Linked DNA regions of Mus musculus: all the other regions are linked to region 1. The links are chromatin contacts, called in public Hi-C, HiChIP or PLAC-seq and promoter capture Hi-C maps. All regions are on one chromosome and are shown on one strand. The core of a region is the stretch at or near the end of the contact, and the rest is flanking DNA. Distances in the headings are between cores, read along the strand shown.

Region 1 (2,621 bases), core at 51-2,550:
GAATCTCATGGTGGGCAAAAGAAAGGGCGCCAGCCAGAGGGGGAAGAGAAAGTCTTCTGGAAAGAGATTTCACCCAGTTCTAGGTTTTGCAGACCAACTTACAGGATGAGACTGAAGCCCAGACAATGGTGGGTCAATGGTGGGCGGGACCACACCTTGACCAAGACTGCTTAGATGTGAGATCCTTGTACCTTTAAACCATGATCTCACACCAGAACTTAAGAGTGTCCCTTCCCCGAATCGCTTTCTAAAGTGCCACCATTGAATAAACCTCTTTTTTTCTGCTTTCTACTTTTTTGGTGGGGGTGGGGGGGCAGATTTTTTTCGAGTCAGGGTTTCTCTCTGTAGCCCTGGCTGTCCTGGAACTCACTCTGTAGATTCAGAGATCCACCTGCCTCTGCCTCTCTAGTGCTGCGATTAAAGGCGTGTGCCACCGTCCCCCGGCTTTGCTTTGTACTTTTTGTTTTGGGTTTTTGTTTTGTTTTGTTTTTTGAGACAGGGTTTCTCTGTATAGCCCTGACTGTCCTGGAACTCACTTTGTAGATCAGGCTGGCCTCGAACTCAGAAATCCACCTGCCTCTGCCTCCCAAGTGCTGGGATTAAAGGCGTGAGCCACCACGTCCGGCATTGCTTTGTACTTTTAAGATTTATTTACCTGAACAGGTGTTTTGGCTGCATATATGTATGCACCACATACTTGCCCAGAGACCTACAAATATCCCTCTGACTCTACTTCCCTCAGTCGTGGCACACTAGCACTCACCCACACACATACATATGTATTTTTTTGAGACAGTGTACTCCTGACAGGCCTTTGATTATGTAGACTACCTGCCTCTGCCTCCAGAGTGTTGGGATTAAAGGTGTTGGCCACCACGTCTGGTCATAAACATAATTTTTTAAAATCCATAAATAAATAGCCTGGGCTGTATTGGTAATCCCACTACTTGGATATCACAAGGCGAGTCAGAAATTCAGAGTCATCTTCAGCAATATAATGAGATGCAGGGTCAAACTGGGATACAAGAAAACCGGTCTCAAACGTCAGTCAAATCAAAGCTTAAAAATGACGAATCAGCTCCTTCGAAAACGCAACCGCCAGGGAGGGCTGGGCGGTGCCAAAGTAGATCTTCCGGGAGGAAGCCATCTCCAATTGGACCACTCCCGGTGGGCGGGGCTTCTAACGGCTAGACAGGCCTGAATTGGTCAGTCTGCAATAGCCTCAGCCAATCAAGATGACGAAAGTGCCTCGCTCCAGCTTGCGCAGGCGCTTTTGGGCCGCAGAGGCGGGCGCTCTGCGGGTTCCTGGCTCCGGGTGTGCTTCCGGGCTGGTGGAGGCGTGACGTCAGGGAGAGGGCAGGTAGGTACGGGGTGAGGACCGGTCCGCGACGGCAACGGGGGTGGCAGGTCCTCAATCCCACCACTGCGTCCTGGCACGGGAGATGCTGTATCTGCGGACGCGAGCGGGTTCCCAGGGCCCAGCCTCCGTTTTAGGCCAATGGCACCTCTAGGCGTCTTCATGCTGAAGATGAGCCCTCCTAGCCTGAATTGAAACATAGTGCTTGGGAACAGTAGCTTGGGGGCCGGCAAGGTGGCTTAGCTGGTAGTGGCGCTTGTGGCCAAACCTGACAACATGAGAGTTCGACCCCTGAGCATGTTGAAAGAATCGATTCTTGTAGGCTGTTCTCTGATCTACATTCTCACTTCGTTGCACACTCTGCCAACACACGCAGAACAAATAAATGTAATTTGTAAGGGGCTGGCGAGGTGGCTCCGCGGTTAAGAACTTGACCTGCTCTCTAGCAGAGGACCAGGGTTCAGTTCCCAGAGCTCACAGCTGCCTGTATCTCCAGAGAATCCAACCCTCTACCCTTTCCGGTCACCTGAACTCACTTCTGCACACACATACACATAACAAAAATATTTTTTATAGTTGTTAGTAAGTAGGAGAAATTTGAAATTGTCACTTTTCTTTGTCCCATGCCTGTTCTTCTCAATACTTAACACCTGTCATGACTCCCAAAGGCAGTCTCAGCGGCTGAATCCTTTAGAAAACTTTTTTTTTTCCCCAAATGGAGAAACTGGGATCCAGGTAGCCCCTGGCCCAGAGTCAGGCAGCTAGGAAGCAGCAGAGAGGAGATTGATGCCCAAGCTGTGGTCTGCTGTGGCATTTGAGGTCAGGAATGACCCTTGGCACAGAAGAGCCCCTGTGCATCCACCTGAGCAGACTGGGTGTAATCTGGCTGTGATACTACCTGTGGTGATTAGCCATTTAAGACTTCAGAAGCTGAGGCTGGAAGATCTGGAGTACTAGGCCAGCCGGGATTACACAGAAAGGCATGTCTCCAAAACAAACATGTTCAACATTGTAAAGCAGACCCCAAGCACATAGCACTTCAAGCTGGGTGTCCACACTACCAGCCCATACACTTTTTCATTATAGCAAACCCCAGAGTCACTCCCGCTCCCATTTCCCTCTGTTTTTAATTTTTGTTTGTTTTGATTTTGCTTTTTGAGACAGGGTCTTCCTGTCTGGTTCTGGCTAGCTTGGAACTTGGCTTTGTGGACCATACTGGTCTCGAACTCAGTGTGTACCCTCCTGGTTCCACACACACACACAC
Region 2 (2,621 bases), core at 79-2,578, 450 kb before region 1:
CCTCTAGTTGTTCCCAGGGTGCTCCCAGCTCTGGCTCCTGCCTTTGTTCTCCTTTTGCTGCTTTGGAGGGCTTCTAACCATGCTTTCCCTTTTCCTTTTCTCCAGAAAGAGAGTGCTGGTTTCTTCAGGCCAGGGTGTCTTGTCACAGCCCCCAGCCTGTGCGTCCCACCCTTGGCGCTCTGGCTCCTTTCATGGCTCTCCAGCAGGCATCTGTGGGCTCCTCGTGCATCCCTTCCTAGATGCCAGCCTTGTACCCATTTTAATTCCTTTATCGACCGTCAGGAGCAGGATGCTTTCCTCTGCCAGCCACCCTTGCCCAGCATATCCTCCCACATGTTACCAGGGGCCTCATTTTCCTCTCTGCAGAAGCAACTGTAGCCAGATTGCACCCCTGAGGTCAGGCCCCAGGAGGAGCAGAGCAGGGCCCGAGGTGGAGGAAGGGCTGCTGGGTGCTGAGAAGAGAAGGAGCGGGCTGCTTAGCTGGCTTCCTACCCCAGCCAGCTAAACCTGCGTGTTGCTGCTTCCTCCCCCCAGGCCCTGCTTCTCTAAAGAAGTCAGGAAAGCTGGACTTCTGCAGCGCCCTCTCCTCTCAGGGCAGTTCCCCACGCATGGCTTTCACCCACCACCCGCTGCCTGTGCTTGCTGGAGTCAGACCAGGTGAGAGATGGGGGCGGGGCTTAAGGGGACACTGCGGGAGGCAGCCACAGCAAGGGGCAGCTGGCCAGGAGCAACAGGGGGCCAGGGATCAATCTAAGTTATAGATCTGGGCTCCCCAAGTGGGTCGTGGCACAGCAGTGGGGTGGCATGGGATGGGCAGTGTAACTCTGAGAACCAGGCTGCCCACTCGGTTCCTAGAATCCCTCCCACATGCTAACTCTGGCTGTGTTAAGTCTGTGTTGGGTGCATGGTCTGCACATGCTCACTGGGAGCTGCATGCAGCCTCCCCCTCCCCCACCAGCAAGTAGTTGAGCCAAGTTGCTCTCCTGTGGATTAGAAAGAGTACTGCTCAGCAGTCCAGGTTCCTGGTGTCTGTCCTAGAGCAAACCGGCACCAAATCTGGGCCTCCCTGCTTTTCCCAGAAGTGAAGGGCTGGGCCAGAAGGACAAGGCTCACCATGAAAAGGACTGTCTTGCTGCTCTGAGGGCATCTTCAGGCCCTGAGAAGATGCTGGATCTTCCTGAGGGTGGGGCCAGGCAGGATACCCGGGAACCTGGCCCTCCTGCACGTGCTGCTTCCGCCTCAGCACCCATCTGGCAGCAAAGGCCTGGCTTTTGTTTGCACATGGCCCTGTATCTGCCATGCCTCTCTTCTCTTCTGTAGGACGCGACAGGGAGGTTTACCTCCCGGCTTCCTCCTTGGGGCCTCCTGGCTTAGAGCCCAGAGGCAGCCAGCACTGGGGCAGGGTGTGGTGGCCACAAGGTGGGGGCAGGGAGCCCAGGCCTTGTGCAGGCGGCAGGAGGGAGGCAGGCTCCACCCTGCTGCGCTCCATTTTTATGAACTCCAGAGAGAAGCCAAGTTTCCTCAGCCCCCTAATGAAACTGAGAGCAAGAGTGAGCTGATTGGAAACAGACAGGAAGGGGGAGAACTTGAGGAAGAGCTGAGGCCTGTACAGGGGTAGGAACTGTGAGTTCACAGCGGCAGGGCCAACACATGAGGGGGGCCTAAGCATCCACTTACACATTTGGAGTTGTGTGTGTGCCGGGTGCCGATCCTGCACAGGCAGGGTCTGCTTGTCCAGAGACCACGGGGCTGTGGTAATCTGGTGTCGGTCCTTTCAGGCAGGCTCACACCTAGGACGGGGCAAGTGAGGTGTTTGCCAAGGGTAAAAGAAGGAAAATGTCAAGGATACTAAAAAAACTCAACCGGCAATAAGTAACATATTAGTGTGTTGTTTCTAAACAGTAAAAACAGTTGCAAAGCATAGGGTGAGTCTAACACCTGAAATCCCAGCACACAGGAGGCTGAGGCAGGAGGATCAAGAATTGGAGGCCCTATGACTGTCTCAAAAACCAAACAAGAGCAAAACCTTATGAGAAGCAAGTAACATTGTAACAGTTTGCTGGGACTGAGGCGTGGTGGCAGAAAGCACACCCCAGTACTGCAAAGACAAAAGAAAATCAACCATCCGAAAACAAACAACAAGAAAGTGCCCAGCACGTGCCTGCGAGGGTCCAGAATTTAAGGTCATCAAGTTCAGCCCCGGCTACAAGATAGCAACAAACCAACCAGAAAAGCAACATCCTAACAATTTTAAATAGGCCAACCCAACCCTGCGCTGGTAGCTGGCTGTTCACCTGCCTCAGCTAACCCCCACGCCAGCTCCCGGCAAACAGTATTTATAAAAGCAAGCAGCTGGCCCTCAGGTACTAGCCTGCCAGTTTATTTTATTTTATTGCATTGATTTTTTTTTTAACTTAGATGACTGAGGCGTTTTGTGCCTGACACAGTGCTTCTGCCCCATCCTGCCTCTTCCTCAGGACCCTCAGCCCTTTTGCCAGCCGTTGTGTCTTGCTTTTCCACGTGGCTGTTCTCACACCCTTTCTCTCCCCTGCCTGTGTGCACACAGGGAGCCCCCGGGCCACGGCATCAGCGCTGCACTTCCCTTCCACGTCCATCATCCA
Region 3 (2,621 bases), core at 88-2,587, 420 kb before region 1:
GAAGTGCGCAGGCTACACTACACCAGTGATTCTTAATAATACAACTCTTCTACAAGGGAGTTTCACTAGTTTAATTCAGGGCAAAAAGCGGAGGCACTCTGCACCTTTAGATGTCTTCTGTGTGCACCTTGTAGGTTAACTCAGGCTCTAGAATAGTATTCACTGTCTTTGAATCTCAGTCCCACCACGTACTCTGGGCAAGTTAATTAAAATGTAAGGCTCCTATTTCCCTTACCTGTTAAATAGGAATCTTAGCTGTCAAGGGCAAAGATTAAATAACCGAATGCCTGGGAAGTGTGCAAAGGAGCCACTCAGACTGAGTGTTGGCCTAATGTATGCATCAGGAAAATATGGAGATCCGGGATGTGAGAGTTATCTTAGCTTGCCTTGCTATATGTTATCTGTTAATTGGGGGTAGAGGGCACTCTTAATCCAGGTTGTCCTGGAGTTATATAGCCCAGGGCAGATTAGAGTTTCCTGCCTCAGTCTCTCATATGGTGAGATTTCAGGCATTTCTACCAGGCCCAACGGTACTTATTTTGTTTCAAAATTTTATTTTTTTGTTATTTTTGTGTATGTGTGCAGTTGTGTGTAAGTCCTCAAAGAGCAAAAAGGTGATAGTTTCTAGAACTGTAGCCATCTGACATGACTGCTGGGAACTGAACTCTATTCAACAAGAGCAGTACACACTCTTAATTTTTTTGAGACAGGGTTTCTCTGTGTAGCCCTGGCTGTCCTGGAACTCACTCTGTAGACCAGGCTGGCCTCGAACTCAGAAATCCTGCCTCTGCCTTCCAAGTGCTGGGATTAAAGGTGTGTGCCACCATTGCCCGGCCAGTAGACACTCTTAATCCAGTCCGCACTCTTCTGTTCTTGACTCTGCTACCCATCCAAAAAGTAGTCAGGCCTCTCTAACATTAGTTATAAGACGTATAATTATCTGAGTTAGTGCAAAATGCTAACAGAACTTCACATCGCATAAGCATCCTGAGTTTTCACTTTATTAACCTCTTGAACCTAAGTTTAAATCTTCGTATTCACTTTCCTGTGATCTTGATAGTTTACTCAGCTCAGCTCCATGAAACCTCATTTCCACAAAGAGCCTAAACTGTTCCTGGAACAACAGTTGTTCTCATTTTACAAGAAACTGAAGCTCCAAGATACAGAGCAACCTGTCCCGCAGTCACTCAACTTAGCCCGTCTACAGAACCGAGACCCGGGAGGAAAGAGGAGCTGGTGAGAACCGAAGCGCTCGAAGCGCGGCTAAGCTTGCCTAAGGGGCGGGGCCGAGGCAGTTTTCCTCCCTGCCGGCAGCGCCGTGCGCTTCCTCGGCGCTCGGCTGGGGCGGCCTGGCCCACAATGAATGGCCGCCGCGGCTACCACTGCTGCTGAGGCGGAGGCCGCGGAGGCCGCAGAGGCGGAGGCCGAGGCCGAGGCGCAGGGAGGCGCGCCCCGGGCCCAGGCCCGGCCCCAGCTGCCGCTGCGGAGCCCGCCGGGAGGCCCCGGAGCGCGGCCACAGCGCAGGTGAGATGGCCCGCCCCAGGCCCAATTCCGGCCTCCTCCCGCCCGGGGCGGCCCGAGGACATCAGAGGTTCCGGCGGAGGGCCGAGAGGCGAGGCCTCCGGGCGCCCTGCTGCGAACCAGAAGCCGAGCCCGCGGCGCTGACAGCGGCGGGAGGGCAAGAGTGAGATGGCCGAATCTCAGCTGGCGGCCTACAGCGTCCAGCCCGCGGGCCCGGCCCGCAGGGCTTGAAGGCCGCTCGGGGGAGGCGCGGGTCGCGGGATCCTTGAAGTCTCAGGGCCGGAGGGGGTAATCGCGTGGAGCCGGCAGGCGAGGCTGGAGGGGGGAGGGGAGGCCTCGGGCTGGCGGGGGGTGGGAGGGCGGAGGGCTGCGCCGCCCGAGGGAAAAGGCCTGGAGGGGTGCGGGAGGGCCGGAGCTTGCAGGTAGAGGGCGCTGGGGAAGGGGGTGGGCGGGTCAGGTTACAGGCCTTGGGGGGAGGTGAGGAAAAGCCCGGGAAGTTAGACTTGGGGGGGGGTGGGCGGAGCTTGCTCGAGTGGGGGCGGATTGGAGAGAGCCCTAAGATATTTGCAGGGGGTCGCACGAGGTCAGAGACTAGAGATGTGCGGGTAAACTCCGACGGGAGGGCATCAGGTAAGGCTGGGCGTGTTGGGAGTTTGCAGGCGGCCCAGGGCCTATGGTTTAGGATGTGGGGAGCAGGTTAGGAAAACCTGGTGTGAGCTAAGGGATCTGCCCCCCCCACACACACACATCTCCGTATGTTTGCTTAGGGTCAGAACCGGGGGGGGGGGGTTCCTCTTTCCCACGCCTCTTCTCTGACACCTTGGCCAACTGCTAACAAGGACAGGCCAGCGGCTGGATGGGAGTTAGCGTGGGCTGCACCGGATACCTAGTTCAAACATCTTGTTTTCGGTGTGTATGGCCCCTACTCAACCCACCGCCCTACCCCACCCACTATGGAGGCAGCCCAGCAGACATTACCTGATTATTCTAGAGTCCTGAAATCGTTCTCAGCCTTCTGGCGCCGGAACCTGGGGGCTCCAGTCTAGAAGATGAGCCCTCACAGCGTTGCAATACGCCCTAGCTTTCCAGGCCCAACCTGC
Region 4 (2,621 bases), core at 47-2,546, 390 kb before region 1:
CCCGCCCCGGAAGCCCTCTCCTCGGGCTAAGACCGGCTGCCCTTGTTCTTATATGGGCATCCGGAAGTGGTTCGCGGCGCCAACCTACGTCATTACATCCAAATTTAGCCAGGGAAGTCGGCCGGCTGCAGTGGCGGGAAGTCTGCCCGCTGGCAGGGGGTGTTTCTTAAAGGGCCTGCACAGCAAATGAAAGGGGTTATTTGAATTTTTCTCCCTTCTGCAACTAGAAGCAAGTTTTTCTTGGGAAGTGATGCAAAGTGGAACCGACTTCTTTTTTTCTTTTCTTTGTTACTGTGTGTGTGTGTGTGTGTGTGTGTGTGTGTGTGTGTGTGTGTGTGTGTGTGTGTGTGTGTGTGTGTGAGACATCGTATAGAAGTCTGTTCTCTTGTACGGCGTGGGACCGGTGGGACCGGGAATCGAACTGAGTTCGTTAGGCTTGGCAACAAGTGGCTCCACCCACTGTGCCATCTCGACCCAGATATCTGTCTTTCTTGGAGTAATTCCGTTCACGAGGGCATGAAGGCAGAAAACTGCTCTATTGACAAGGGAAGATCGCAGGCCCTATGGACATTGGGACTTCCATGCCACTGGGTTGCGGAAAACTGGGAGATCTTTAACGCTGAAAGTAAAGAGCAGTCGTGAGGTGGTGGATATCTGTGGTTACGGGGTACAGTGTCCGTGCCCACTTTCCACCCATGTCCAGAAAGGTGGAGATAGAAGGGCTGCAGGCTTTAGTTGATCCTTTCGCCATAGTATAATCATATAATCATTCGTTTAGTAAATATTGGTCAGGTGGCTGCCTATTTCTCACCTGGAAAACTGTATCTTCTATGGAGTGGAGGTGAGAGATCAGAGACATTGAATAAAAAGAGAAAGTTCAACACTGTAGTAACTGGCGTGTAGTAACTGCTTAATAAGTAGCAGCGTTTTTACTGTTCAAAAAATATTAATTAGCAGGCTGGTAGGCAAGATGAACGGTGCCCTCGGGGAATGTACCCCGGTCCCGGGTTTTCCCCACTGCAGTCAGATTACCGCCCACTATCCGTCTCGTTGGTGGGCCTCATCCTCTGGCCCGTTGGTGACTCTGAGAACCCAGAACCTAGTGTCTTAAGGTGCAGTGGGGAAGTTCTTCCTTGCAGTAGTTAAGTCCTTTTTCCTTCGAGGCGTAAATTTATCCCTATTGCTTTAAGGACTCGCTAGCCACTGTGGAAAGCCCGGATGAGGCCCTCTGGTTGGGCGTGGTGTTGCAGTGACGTCACTCTCAGTATATTAAAAGGCTCCGGCTTGCTGCCCTCGCCCGAACGTCTAGCAGAGTACCTGCTGCTGTAAGCTTGTCGTCTGGGCTGCACCGCCCGTCTTAACCCATTCTCGACTTAACTACTCTCGTCGAACAAGCATGGAAGTACAGAAAGAAGCGCAGCGCATCATGACTCTGTCGGTATGGAAGATGTACCACTCTCGCATGCAGCGAGGTGGCTTGCGACTCCACCGGAGTCTGCAGCTGTCCCTCGTTATGCGCAGCGCTCGAGAGGTCTACCTCTCAGCCAAGGTAGAAGCCCACCAGCCCGAGTTCCCGCCATCCCGCAGGGCTCTTGACCCTCGCCTGCACCCGCCGCGGGAAGCCGAAGTTGCAGTGGAAGTAGCGTCCCCCGAAGCCGTGCAGCCTCCGGAGCCCATGGATACGCAAGAGGAAGTGCTGCGAGTCCAGGAGACCCCTGCGCTCTGTGACCCGCCCCCCGCTAGAGTCAGCCGCAAGCGCCGGAGCAGCAGCGATTTGAGCGACGGTAGTGATGCCGGACTGGTACCAAGCAAGAAGGCCCGTCTAGAAGAGGTGGAGGGGGAGGCGACGTCGGAGGTTCCCGATCGCCTGCAGCTTCCTCCGGCACAAAGCGAAGGTGCCTTCCCTAACCTCGCCCGCGTCCTCCAAAGGCGCTTCTCCAGTCTCCTGAACTGTGGACCCGCCGTGCCCCCGCCGACGCCCCCCACGTGCGAGGCCAAGCCAGCCTGCCGCCCGGCCGACAATATGCTCAACGTGCTGGTGCGAGCTGTGGTGGCCTTCTGAGAGCTCTGGTGGCTTCTTTCGAGCGGCGCCACCGGAGCGGAGAACGCACACCCGAGGCGAAGGCCGGCGGGGGCCGTGAAGAAGAGCCGCGGCCCGAGCTGCCGAGAGGCCAGGGGAAGGACTGAGGAGCGAGGGGCGCGGGCGCCTTCTCCCAGACGTGCGTCCATAGGTGCTATTAAAGGACTGTCCCTTCCTTGGCTTGGAGAAGGGACACCTAGATCTTGAATCTCAGGGTCGAACTCTCTAGGGGCCAGGCTGCCCTTTCAAGGCCGTTTCACTACCATTCGCGTTTCGGCCCCTACAAGTGGGCACGCTTGTGCAAGCGGTCAGAGTTGCGTCATGGGACAGACGCGGGTGCTTCCTGTTGCCTTGCGTGGGTGTGGGGCCTGGGAGGAGGCCAGGGTGTGGACCCGCCCTAGGGACTGGGAAGTGACTTGAGTCACCTCGCCCCCACAGGCTGCTGTGGGTGAGCCTGAACTGAACCAATCAAATCTGCGATCAGAGTTGAAGTGGCTGGAGACCCCGGGACTGGTCAACCTAGATGATCGCCTGGCGTGGA
Region 5 (2,621 bases), core at 46-2,545, 370 kb after region 1:
ACCCAGACATACCTCTCCCCATACCACCCCCAACCACCATTAGCGCCACTGCCTCCCAGAGAAAAACAAGCCATGTCGGGGGGGGGGGGGGGCTGGCCCAGCATCCTGCGGTGCCAGCCCCCCGACATGGCTTCTCTGGGGAGCCCGGGCCCGCGCGCTGCGCGCACACGCACCCTCTCCACTCACACCCAGACACCTACACAAACAGGGCGCCAAGCACCCGCGCGCACACGCACCGGGGACACGCAGGCACCGCCGCGCCGCTTCCCCACAAAGGCCGGCGCGCGCGCGGGCACACGCAGCCACGCGCGGGCACACTAGCGGTCCCCTCCCCCTGCAGGGCACCCTGCGGCCGCCCATCCGCACCCTCACCAAGCCCCCGGCGGGCGGGGGTAGGGTGCTCCCCGCCCCTCCCGCCGCGCACACCTGGCCCAGGTGCGGCGTGGCCTGAGGCTCCCGCACACTCACCTGTCCAGCGGCGCTTCGGGGTCGGCCGTGCGCGCTCCTCCGGCGGCTCCGCGAAGCCGGGCCCCCCGCCCGGCACATCTCCCGGAGCCCGGCCCAGGGGGAAGCGGGGAGGGGGTGGCTGAGCGAGGGAGGACTCCGTGTCCCTTCTTTCCTCCGGCCCAGCACCGCCGCCACCGACCAAAATTTAAAAGGGAAGGGGTGGGGGGGGGGAGTATAAAAAAAAAAAAAAAAAGGAAAGAAAAGGCGGATCGCGGCGCTCCGGAGGCGGCCCCGGCCCCGGGCGCGCGGGTCTGCGCCCCTCCCGGGGAGCGAGGCGTGGAGGCGGAGGGGCGGGGGCGGCGTCAGAGCTCGGGGGGCTGGGGCGAGGCGGAGCCCCCCGAGGCGGCGCCGGCTGCCCGCATCTCCCCCGCAGCTCCGCGGCCCCGACGGAGGCGGCACGTGTGTGCCCAGGCGACTTCCCAGCGCCCCCGGACGGCAGCGGGCGAAGGGTTAACGCGGCTGCCCGGGCGGCCGCGCAGGCCCCCGCCGCCCGGCGGCGCCGCTCCTGGGCCCGCGCGGCCCCATCCGCCGGGGCGTCTCCGGCAGACGGCGGGGCGGGGGCGTCGCAGCGCCGACTGCTCCCGCGCCGACCGCTCGCGCTGCCCGCAGGGGGCCGGAGCTACACAGCTGGAAGCAGGCGCGGCGGCGTTGCGCCCCCGGGGTGGCCGGAGCAGGGGGCGCGGGGCTGGGCCCGTGGGCACCGCAGGACTCGCGGAGCGAGCGGGCGCGGGGCACCAGCAATGACAAGCCGCCTGCTCTCGGCGCTGCCGGGCCCGCCGGCTCCGGGAGGGGGGCGGCGGACAAGCGCAAAACCTGGCCTGGACTACCCGCCGGGGACTAGTCTCCGCAGCCCTCCCGTGCGCCCCGAGGAAGGGCCCGGAAACCTGGCCTGGAGTTCCACTCGCCTCCCCCAAGGAAAAGTGGGCAGAGGGAGGCGACGCGCTAGATCCCCCTAGTTGGGCTGGGGGGGGGTGGGGTGCGACGGGCGGCAAGAAAAAACGGAACGGACTCTGCAGCCGTGCTGTGCAGAAAGGCGCCTAGCCGGTGAGGGGTAAATGGAGAGCTGTGCAAGGACTGCGCAAAACCTGGTCCGGATTTGGCAGAGAGGGTAGGGACGGGAGGGGCGCGGTGTGGGGGGGTAGGAGTGGGAGGGGAGGTAGCTGCGACAGGGCCAGATGCACTCGAGGCACGCAAATTTCGGTCCGGATTCTTCCAAGGGAGATGGAGTAATGCGTCAGGCCTGTGCGGTGGCAACAAAAAAGACCTGGACCAGAGCGTCTCCCACCCGGGATTGCAGGAGGGCCGGAGGGAGTGCTGCTTAGTGACTGACAAGAGCGTAGGCTGTCCCCCATCTTCCTAACAGCGACGTGGGGTGGGGAGGGACAAAATGAGGGCTGGACTGAGGTATGGAAGGATCCCGCGCGCTGGCTGCAACAGAGCCGGCAGGTAAAAGCAGTATCTGGATCCTGGGTGATGCGACAGGAAGGGGATGTGGTGTGGATCCCGCTACCCTGGGAGACCAGACCTACAATAAAAAAATAAATAAATAAATTAATTAAAAAAAAAAACGAGGGAGGGACGCAAAGCCAGGACTGGAGCGTAGGTAGGATGGGATGAGAACAGCCCCCCTCCCCCAAACAGAAGAGAGAGCCTTGGCAACCGGACAGGGTCCTGGAGCTGACCAGGCTGCAGGAGCGGAGGAGAGGTTAGTATCTATAAACGCCTCAAGCGTCTGGTTTTGGAGGGGGTGGGTAGGGAAGAAAAAAAAAATTGAATTTTAGGTTGATGGCGAGAGCAAAAGCCCGGTGCAGATTTCCACAACGTAAGAACTACACTGCAGGTGATGGACTCGGAGAAGTAGGGCAGCGGATCGGACTTAGATTCCTAGGCTTTGGACTTAGTGAGTGAAGCCAGAGGCTGGGTTCAGCCCCCCAGCTACAGATGAAGCCTAGGATTGCTTCTCTAGATGGGAAAGGGGGTCGACCTGGCCCAAATATCTGGAGCCAAAGCTACCACTGCCTAGACTTATAGTTTATTTGTTTTTTTGGTTTTTTTTTTTTTTTTTGGTGGGGGGAGGCTATAAAGCTGAACCCGGGGCCAAAACCAGGCACTTA
Region 6 (2,621 bases), core at 74-2,573, 360 kb before region 1:
AGGCTGAGCGCTTCATGGGGCTGGTATCAGAGATGGTCTGGGGGAGGGGCACAGGCGTGGGCAGAGTTAATGGCCAGCATTTTCATGGCCTGCTCCTTCCAGCCCTGCAGCCCACCTGGCTGACTGGTGACAGAATCAGAGTGTGTGAGCATCCAGGGATTATGTCCAGAGGTGCAGTGGTGGGTTTGAGTGTCTGGCTTGCTGGCTGCAGGGGTGGAGCCCTACGGATACTTGAGTCCAGTGACAGGAATGTTGTGGCTTCTTAGGGTATGTGCTGGACTTTGGCCAGAAGGCCCTGGCTAACCCCTCGCCCTGCTCTCCAGGAGGCCCTGGTGTTCAGGCTGGCTGACTGACAAGAAGCATACTCAGTTTGCAGAGTGCAGACCTGGGAGCCCTGCTTCTCCTTGGCCCAACTCTCTTGCCCCTCACGCCCATCCCCACCTCTGGTCCCTATCCCTCAGGCCCAGCTTGGCCTGCCCTAGCAGTGGAGGTGCTGGAGACCATTCTGAGTCTGCATTTACTGTCCCAGAATCCTTGCTCTTGCTCTGCCATGGACAGTCTTCAGGTCTCTCTGTAGCAGGCAGAAGAAGGAAGACAGGGCCAACTGGACCAGGCCTGCTCCAACTCTGATGTGCAGGACCCAGCCCAAGGCAGGAGCTAAGGGACCTGAGGCAGTAGGCCAGTGGTCACTGGTTGAACTGGAGGAACAGACCCGCAAGAAATGGGCAGGGTGGGCAGGTCGGCCTCTTGGAGGCTCTGAAGACGATGTGGGGTGCCGTGTGGCCCCTTGCACACACAGGACACAACACACAAGGAAGGGGCTCCTCCAACACACAAGGTGGGGCTAGGGTGGGATCTGGAACGAAAGGGTAGGGTGGAGGGTAGTGGGAGATGGTGGGAGCTGTCACAGACAGGGCAGGGAGGGAGAGGGGCTGGAGCCGAGCTGGCCGGGCGCGGTACATACACTGAGGTCATTTCCACGTGGCCGGCCCCTTCTCCTCTGTCCCAGCCCCACAGGATGGCGCACACAGAAAAAACAGAAAGAAGGAAATAAATATAAAAGGCAGAAAGGATGGTGAGTGGGTGGTCCATGCAGGAGGTGGAGGGTAGAGAGGTTAAAACTCGGTGTCAGTGGTGTCGGATGAGGGGGTGCTCCAGGACCCCGCTGGCTGTCCCCCACAACAGGCACAGAAGAGACAGGAGACAGACAGATGGCAGAGACACGAGACTGACAGATGGGACAGCAAGGCCACAGGCTCCTGGCCCATTTCATGCGATGCACTGCGGCCCAGCACCCCTCCCCCGCCTCGCCCCAGCTTCAGCTCAAAGCTTCCAGGTGGCCTTCAGCCCAGCTTGGCTCATCTCTGTTTTGGGACCAGCAGGCCAGGCCTGACAGAAGGGATGGGGCAGCTACATGCACCCCAAGGTCACAACAGCCAGAGGCCAGGCCCTTGGGCCATGATGACCCAGCCAGACACAGCGAATCTGCTACATAATGCAGGGCAAGCTGCCCCAGCCAGACATGCCTGCCCCCTCCCGCTGCCCCCCTCCTCCTGCCCTTTCTTCTTGTCCTCAGTAGCAGCCTGGGCTTTATCCCCATTCCCGATTGCATTGCGATTGCGCAGTAGCCAGGCATGCTTGTTTCTCTGTCCCCATGGGGATCTTGCCTTCCCTATAAGGGGCTGGAGTAGCTAAGAGAAGCAGCCACACTGAGACACACATACCATGTACACACCCAACCCCCCAACCCTCCCAGACATGTGACAGCCATCCCAGGAACACCCAGACTCTGCTTTGTGATTCTTCAGACATGCTCTATTCCTGAAGGCAGCAGGCCATGTGCGTGCACACGGACATGCCTGTTAACACTGGGAACACACGGATGCATGTGCATGTATGTATGTATTGCATGTAAGTGGTATGTGTGTGAAGTGCACCAGGTCCGCCCATGCTAAGCAGGGGGATACCATGAGCTCCACTCTCCAGCTGTGGAGTTAGGATTCTAGTTTTCTTTTTTTTTTTTAATTAGTTTATTATTTGTGTACATGTGTGTGAGTTTGTGCACCTGTGTGTAGGTGCTTGAGAAGGCGAGGAGAGGGCACTGGGTCCCTGGAGCTCTGGTTACAGGAGGCTGTGAACCGGCATGTGCTGGAATTCAGTCAGGTCTTCTGCAAGAGCAGCGCATGCTCTTACCCAGTGAGCCACTTCTCTAGCTACTAGTCAGGATTCTTTAGTTTTGTTTTGAGTCAGGATCTCACACAGTGAGAGGCTGGCCTCGAACTAGCTATAGAGCAGTGTCTGACTGTGAACTCCCAATCTTCCTGTTTCCACTTTCCAAGTGGCAGGATTATAGATGTAAGTCGTGTTGCTTGTTTGAGAGGTGATCCAGGTCTATAGCCTAAGCTGCCCTGGAATTCCTCTTTCCTCAGCCTCCTGGGTGTGTGAGACGCCTCATGCTGCTGAAGCAGGCATTCCCAAAGGCATCTCTCACCAGAGCTGGACCCACCCCTTCCGAGCCCACTCCGCCCCTTTGTGCTCTCAAATAGGGCAGACAGAAGCCATTTGGCACTGACTACCATGTGCCTCAAGGTGCTCCATCTCTCTCTGGCTTTTGTCAGAGA
Region 7 (2,621 bases), core at 72-2,571, 330 kb before region 1:
TAAGGTAGGGCCTGGAGGGAAGGAAGGCAGTGAGAAAGGGCGCCACGCGACTTGCCCAGAGCCTTCTGAACTGGGTCAGGTGATCACGTGCCCCAGGCTACAGGGCTTCGGGACAGGGCCTTCAGAGCTCTGTAGACGCTGGGTGTAGACATCAGACGATTACAGAAGCACTTTCAGTGTGGTTTCCCCATTTTACCCGGAGCTAGGAGGTCTGTTCTGGCCCGGGACGGGCCGGCAGCAGTAGCGGCGGCTGTGTCTCACCTTGAAGGACTGCACGAAAGTCCAGAGGAGAATGCGGATGGTGTAACCCTGGCGGAGGAGTTTGATGAGTCTGGCAGCACGGAAGAGGCGGAGAAAGCTCAGGTTGATGAAGTTATTCTGAGGAGATGAGGAAGAAAGGTGACCTTCCACCCACCCTGAGGAGCTTAGAGTATTCAACACTCACAGAGGCCCCTACATGAAGCCAACCAATAGGAAAAAAGCAAGCCACACCCCAAATGAGGAGGGAGAGGAGAGAAAGCACCGTTAATGCAATGGAGCAGAGGGGAACTCAAAAAATAAATAAATAAAAAAGGAGTGAGGGAGAGGAGGGGGTTAGGGGAGGGAAGAGATATCAACTCAAAAGCTTAAGCCCACCCAGCCAGGCCCACTCACAAGTGGGGAAAAGGTGTGGGAAGGGGGAGGAAAAGAAAGGAACAGGGTCCAGGAGGAAATAACAAAAGAGCACAGAAAAGAAAATACATCCGAATCATCCAATCAGGAAAAAAATCGAGATGGTTTTTATTTCTCCCAACAACCAAATGCACTGAGACGATAGGACACAAGCGGGTCAAGTTGCAGAACCCAGCACAAGAGTACAAAGCACAGACACGGGCGGGGTGGGGGAAGGGCACCAGCACACGCAGGCCTAGGGGGCAAGTGCGGTTCCGAGGGCATGTTACGCTCGGGGCCAGAAATGCATCTGTCCTGGGACTCACCGGGCACCCTGCCCTGCCCTGCCCTGCCGAGCTGCCCACCCGCTCCTGCCCGCCCTGACCTCACCCCACGGCCCAGAGGAGCAGCGGCTGGAGCCAATGGGGAGAAGCGGAAGGGCATCTTTTCTTACCCCCTTGGCGAGCGGGAATGGGGAGGACGGGAGGGAGCTGGGGCTGTTCGGCTGCAGGGTGAGTCCTCGCTGCCCGCTGAGTCGGAGAAGATGCATTAGGGGCCCTTTTCCCCCCTCTCAGGGATGGCTTCTCAGCTTCTGGGGCTGGGTGGTGTCTCGGGACCAGGCCTGCGGGAAGCAGGAAGGTCTCAGCTCCCAGGGCGAGTGAGCTCTGATCAGCCCAGGGCCTACCAAGGGGCCGCTGCTGCGGGTGGGGAGATGAGGCTATTCTTGGCCCCTGGACTTCCCTAGGTGGGCCCTGCCTGTCCTCCAAACCCAGGTCTAGTCACTGCCTCTGGCCTCCCTCCCAGGCTGTTAGTGAAGAGAGACAGTGGCTGGAAACTGTGGGCAAGGCCCAGGACTCTCCAGGGGGGCATCAGCGGAGGTTGGTGATGGGTGGCAAATGACCCAATATAGCCAATGAAAGTAATTTGTTGGGCCTAAGTGGTTTTGTTTTTAAATACAAAGTTGCTAATTTTAAATTTGGACGTTGCCCACCGATCTGGATTTTTGGCTCCCCCAGGCCTCTCGTAGCTGTCCCCTGGAGTCTGGCTATATGCTCTCCAGTTTCCCGGGCTCTCTGGTGATTGGCCCACAGAGCATTGTGAGTTTTCTGCCTGGGGACCACATGGTTACGACCAGCAGGCAGGAGGCAGGAGGGAATGGGGTCTCTGGCTAGAAGGGAGCTTTCTGGTGCCCCAGTCTTAAGATCTGTAGGAGTCCTGGAGACACATCATAGGGCAAGACCGAATGAGGCCTAATGACTGGAGGTGCATGGATAAGCGGCCCTGACAAGAGCATTCTTCGGAATTTCAAGTGTCCCTATTTGCATAATGAATTATTTTTTTATTGCAAGGGGGTCATGCTATGGTTCAGTCTGGTCTTGAATTTGAGATCCTCCTGCCTCAGACTTCCAAGTGCTGGGATGAAAGGGGGGTCATCACTATGCTTTGTCTTTGGCTATATTTAGCCTCCTTCCCAGAGGCATCCTTTTACTGGGTCTTTGCCATGAGCTAGCTAGCTCTGGCTTGGAAGCAGAGAGGCAGTGACTGGATATTGAAGAATTTCGGAGCCTGGTAAGAGGCCTCTGGGGCAAAAGACTTGGCCTTTGGGCTTCTGGGATGGGGAATAGCCTTGGGCTCCTACATCAGGACACTCTTAGGCCCAACTGTTGTGAGCCTGTTCCAAAAGTCTCACATAAGCCTGCAAACCTAGCTAAGAGTCACCCACCGTGCCCCGCTGACCTGATGCCTGGTCTTGCCTGGCCACCAAGCTTTCCTGGGGATGGGACCACTAACCAAGAAGTATTCCCCACCCTCTCCCTCAACCCCCCGGAGAACAAGCCATCCCTTCCATGGGGTGGATCATAACATGTGGGCTCGGCCAGACATGCAGAGGCAGGGGTTCCTGGGAGCAGTGTGGGGCCGAGGGCAAACTGGCACATGCAGAAGCAGGGATCTAGCAGCTGCTGAGCACG

Evidence for each region. Promoter capture Hi-C pulls out the DNA fragments that hold promoters and counts their contacts. Hi-C and Micro-C count contacts between places; a contact is called where the count stands out from the background. HiChIP or PLAC-seq counts read pairs in DNA pulled down with a chosen protein or histone mark.
Region 2: a promoter capture Hi-C map of second pharyngeal arch cranial neural crest shows a contact between it and region 1. The contact joins the promoter of G430095P16Rik here to the promoter of Ccdc130 in region 1. A contact is called at or near these places in 6 of 39 promoter capture datasets (the HPC-7 cell line, cranial neural crest, liver and 2 more) and 1 of 115 datasets of contacts at active chromatin or transcription factors (bone marrow-derived macrophages).
Region 3: a contact with region 1 is called in an H3K27ac HiChIP or PLAC-seq map of extraembryonic endoderm stem cells, with 7 times the contacts expected there. The contact joins the promoter of Nacc1 here to the promoter of Ccdc130 in region 1. A contact is called at or near these places in 21 of 39 promoter capture datasets (the 3T3-L1 cell line, 3T3-L1-derived adipocytes, the C10 cell line and 14 more), 2 of 484 Hi-C or Micro-C datasets (olfactory sensory neurons and stem cell-derived neural progenitor cells), 7 of 115 datasets of contacts at active chromatin or transcription factors (astrocytes, bone marrow-derived macrophages, cardiomyocytes and 4 more) and 3 of 9 other capture datasets (adipose tissue, embryonic stem cells and pancreatic islet).
Region 4: a promoter capture Hi-C map of pre-B cells shows a contact between it and region 1, with 2.9 times the contacts expected there. The contact joins the promoter of Ier2 here to the promoter of Ccdc130 in region 1. A contact is called at or near these places in 17 of 39 promoter capture datasets (the 3T3-L1 cell line, 3T3-L1-derived adipocytes, the C10 cell line and 11 more), 1 of 484 Hi-C or Micro-C datasets (cardiomyocytes), 5 of 115 datasets of contacts at active chromatin or transcription factors (bone marrow-derived macrophages, embryonic forebrain and embryonic stem cells) and 1 of 9 other capture datasets (macrophages).
Region 5: a contact with region 1 is called in a Hi-C map of forebrain, with 6 times the contacts expected there. The contact joins the promoter of Adgrl1 here to the promoter of Ccdc130 in region 1. A contact is called at or near these places in 1 of 39 promoter capture datasets (pre-B cells), 1 of 15 datasets of contacts at CTCF or cohesin (large pre-B cells) and 1 of 484 Hi-C or Micro-C datasets (forebrain).
Region 6: an H3K4me3 HiChIP or PLAC-seq map of forebrain shows a contact between it and region 1, with 5 times the contacts expected there. The contact joins the enhancer-like site here to the promoter of Ccdc130 in region 1. A contact is called at or near these places in 4 of 39 promoter capture datasets (the C10 cell line, cranial neural crest, liver and 1 more), 2 of 484 Hi-C or Micro-C datasets (embryonic stem cells and forebrain), 12 of 115 datasets of contacts at active chromatin or transcription factors (the 230-238 cell line, bone marrow-derived macrophages, craniofacial prominence and 7 more) and 3 of 9 other capture datasets (adipose tissue, macrophages and pancreatic islet).
Region 7: an H3K4me3 HiChIP or PLAC-seq map of forebrain shows a contact between it and region 1, with 6 times the contacts expected there. The contact joins the enhancer-like site here to the promoter of Ccdc130 in region 1. A contact is called at or near these places in 6 of 39 promoter capture datasets (the 3T3-L1 cell line, cranial neural crest, embryonic stem cells and 3 more), 1 of 15 datasets of contacts at CTCF or cohesin (the NIH/3T3 cell line), 5 of 484 Hi-C or Micro-C datasets (the G1E-ER4 cell line, the N1E-115 cell line, cortical neurons and 1 more), 10 of 115 datasets of contacts at active chromatin or transcription factors (bone marrow-derived macrophages, craniofacial prominence, embryonic basal ganglia and 5 more) and 1 of 9 other capture datasets (pancreatic islet).

Annotation. Positions count from the first base shown.
Region 1 is chr8:84,269,081-84,271,701 of GRCm38.p6, reverse strand. It overlaps Ccdc130 (coiled-coil domain containing 130), which reads left to right and starts at 1,300. Exons shown (of 10, transcript NM_026350.3): 1 at 1,300-1,360.
Region 2 is chr8:84,721,764-84,724,384 of GRCm38.p6, reverse strand. G430095P16Rik (RIKEN cDNA G430095P16 gene) reads right to left here and starts at 1,328. Exons shown (of 2, transcript NR_169084.1): 1 at 1,114-1,328. Nfix (nuclear factor I/X) reads left to right here. Exons shown (of 11, transcript NM_001371053.1): 7 at 535-657; 8 at 2,567-2,621.
Region 3 is chr8:84,686,578-84,689,198 of GRCm38.p6, reverse strand. Nacc1 (nucleus accumbens associated 1, BEN and BTB (POZ) domain containing) reads left to right here and starts at 1,337. Exons shown (of 6, transcript NM_025788.3): 1 at 1,337-1,524. It also overlaps a transcript of Trmt1 not described here.
Region 4 is chr8:84,661,527-84,664,147 of GRCm38.p6, reverse strand. Ier2 (immediate early response 2) reads left to right here and starts at 1,296. Exons shown (of 1, transcript NM_010499.4): 1 at 1,296-2,621. The coding sequence starts at 1,397. The coding sequence ends at 2,062.
Region 5 is chr8:83,898,772-83,901,392 of GRCm38.p6, reverse strand. It overlaps Adgrl1 (adhesion G protein-coupled receptor L1), which reads right to left and starts at 1,295. Exons shown (of 23, transcript NM_181039.2): 1 at 469-1,295. It overlaps Gm26721 (predicted gene, 26721), which reads left to right and starts at 1,666. Exons shown (of 4, transcript NR_166528.1): 1 at 1,666-2,212.
Region 6 is chr8:84,633,928-84,636,548 of GRCm38.p6, reverse strand. It overlaps Cacna1a (calcium channel, voltage-dependent, P/Q type, alpha 1A subunit), which reads right to left. Exons shown (of 47, transcript NM_007578.3): 44 at 965-1,000; 45 at 1-37. Gm39212 (a long non-coding RNA gene) reads left to right here. Exons shown (of 3, transcript XR_003947427.1): 2 at 1-2,621. Among named protein-coding and RNA genes, the nearest start is that of Gm39212, 3.4 kb to the left of the region's middle. Within about 2 kb of position 1,323, at least 59 of the 459 cell types and tissues checked have an H3K27ac peak or open chromatin away from gene starts, as enhancers often do. A contact at or near this core is called in adipose tissue, embryonic stem cells and forebrain, where this site is marked.
Region 7 is chr8:84,599,146-84,601,766 of GRCm38.p6, reverse strand. Cacna1a (calcium channel, voltage-dependent, P/Q type, alpha 1A subunit) reads right to left here. Exons shown (of 47, transcript NM_007578.3): 32 at 262-378; 33 at 1-11. Among named protein-coding and RNA genes, the nearest start is that of Gm32854, 12 kb to the right of the region's middle. Within about 2 kb of position 1,321, at least 73 of the 459 cell types and tissues checked have an H3K27ac peak or open chromatin away from gene starts, as enhancers often do. A contact at or near this core is called in the N1E-115 cell line, embryonic forebrain, embryonic stem cells and 1 more, where this site is marked.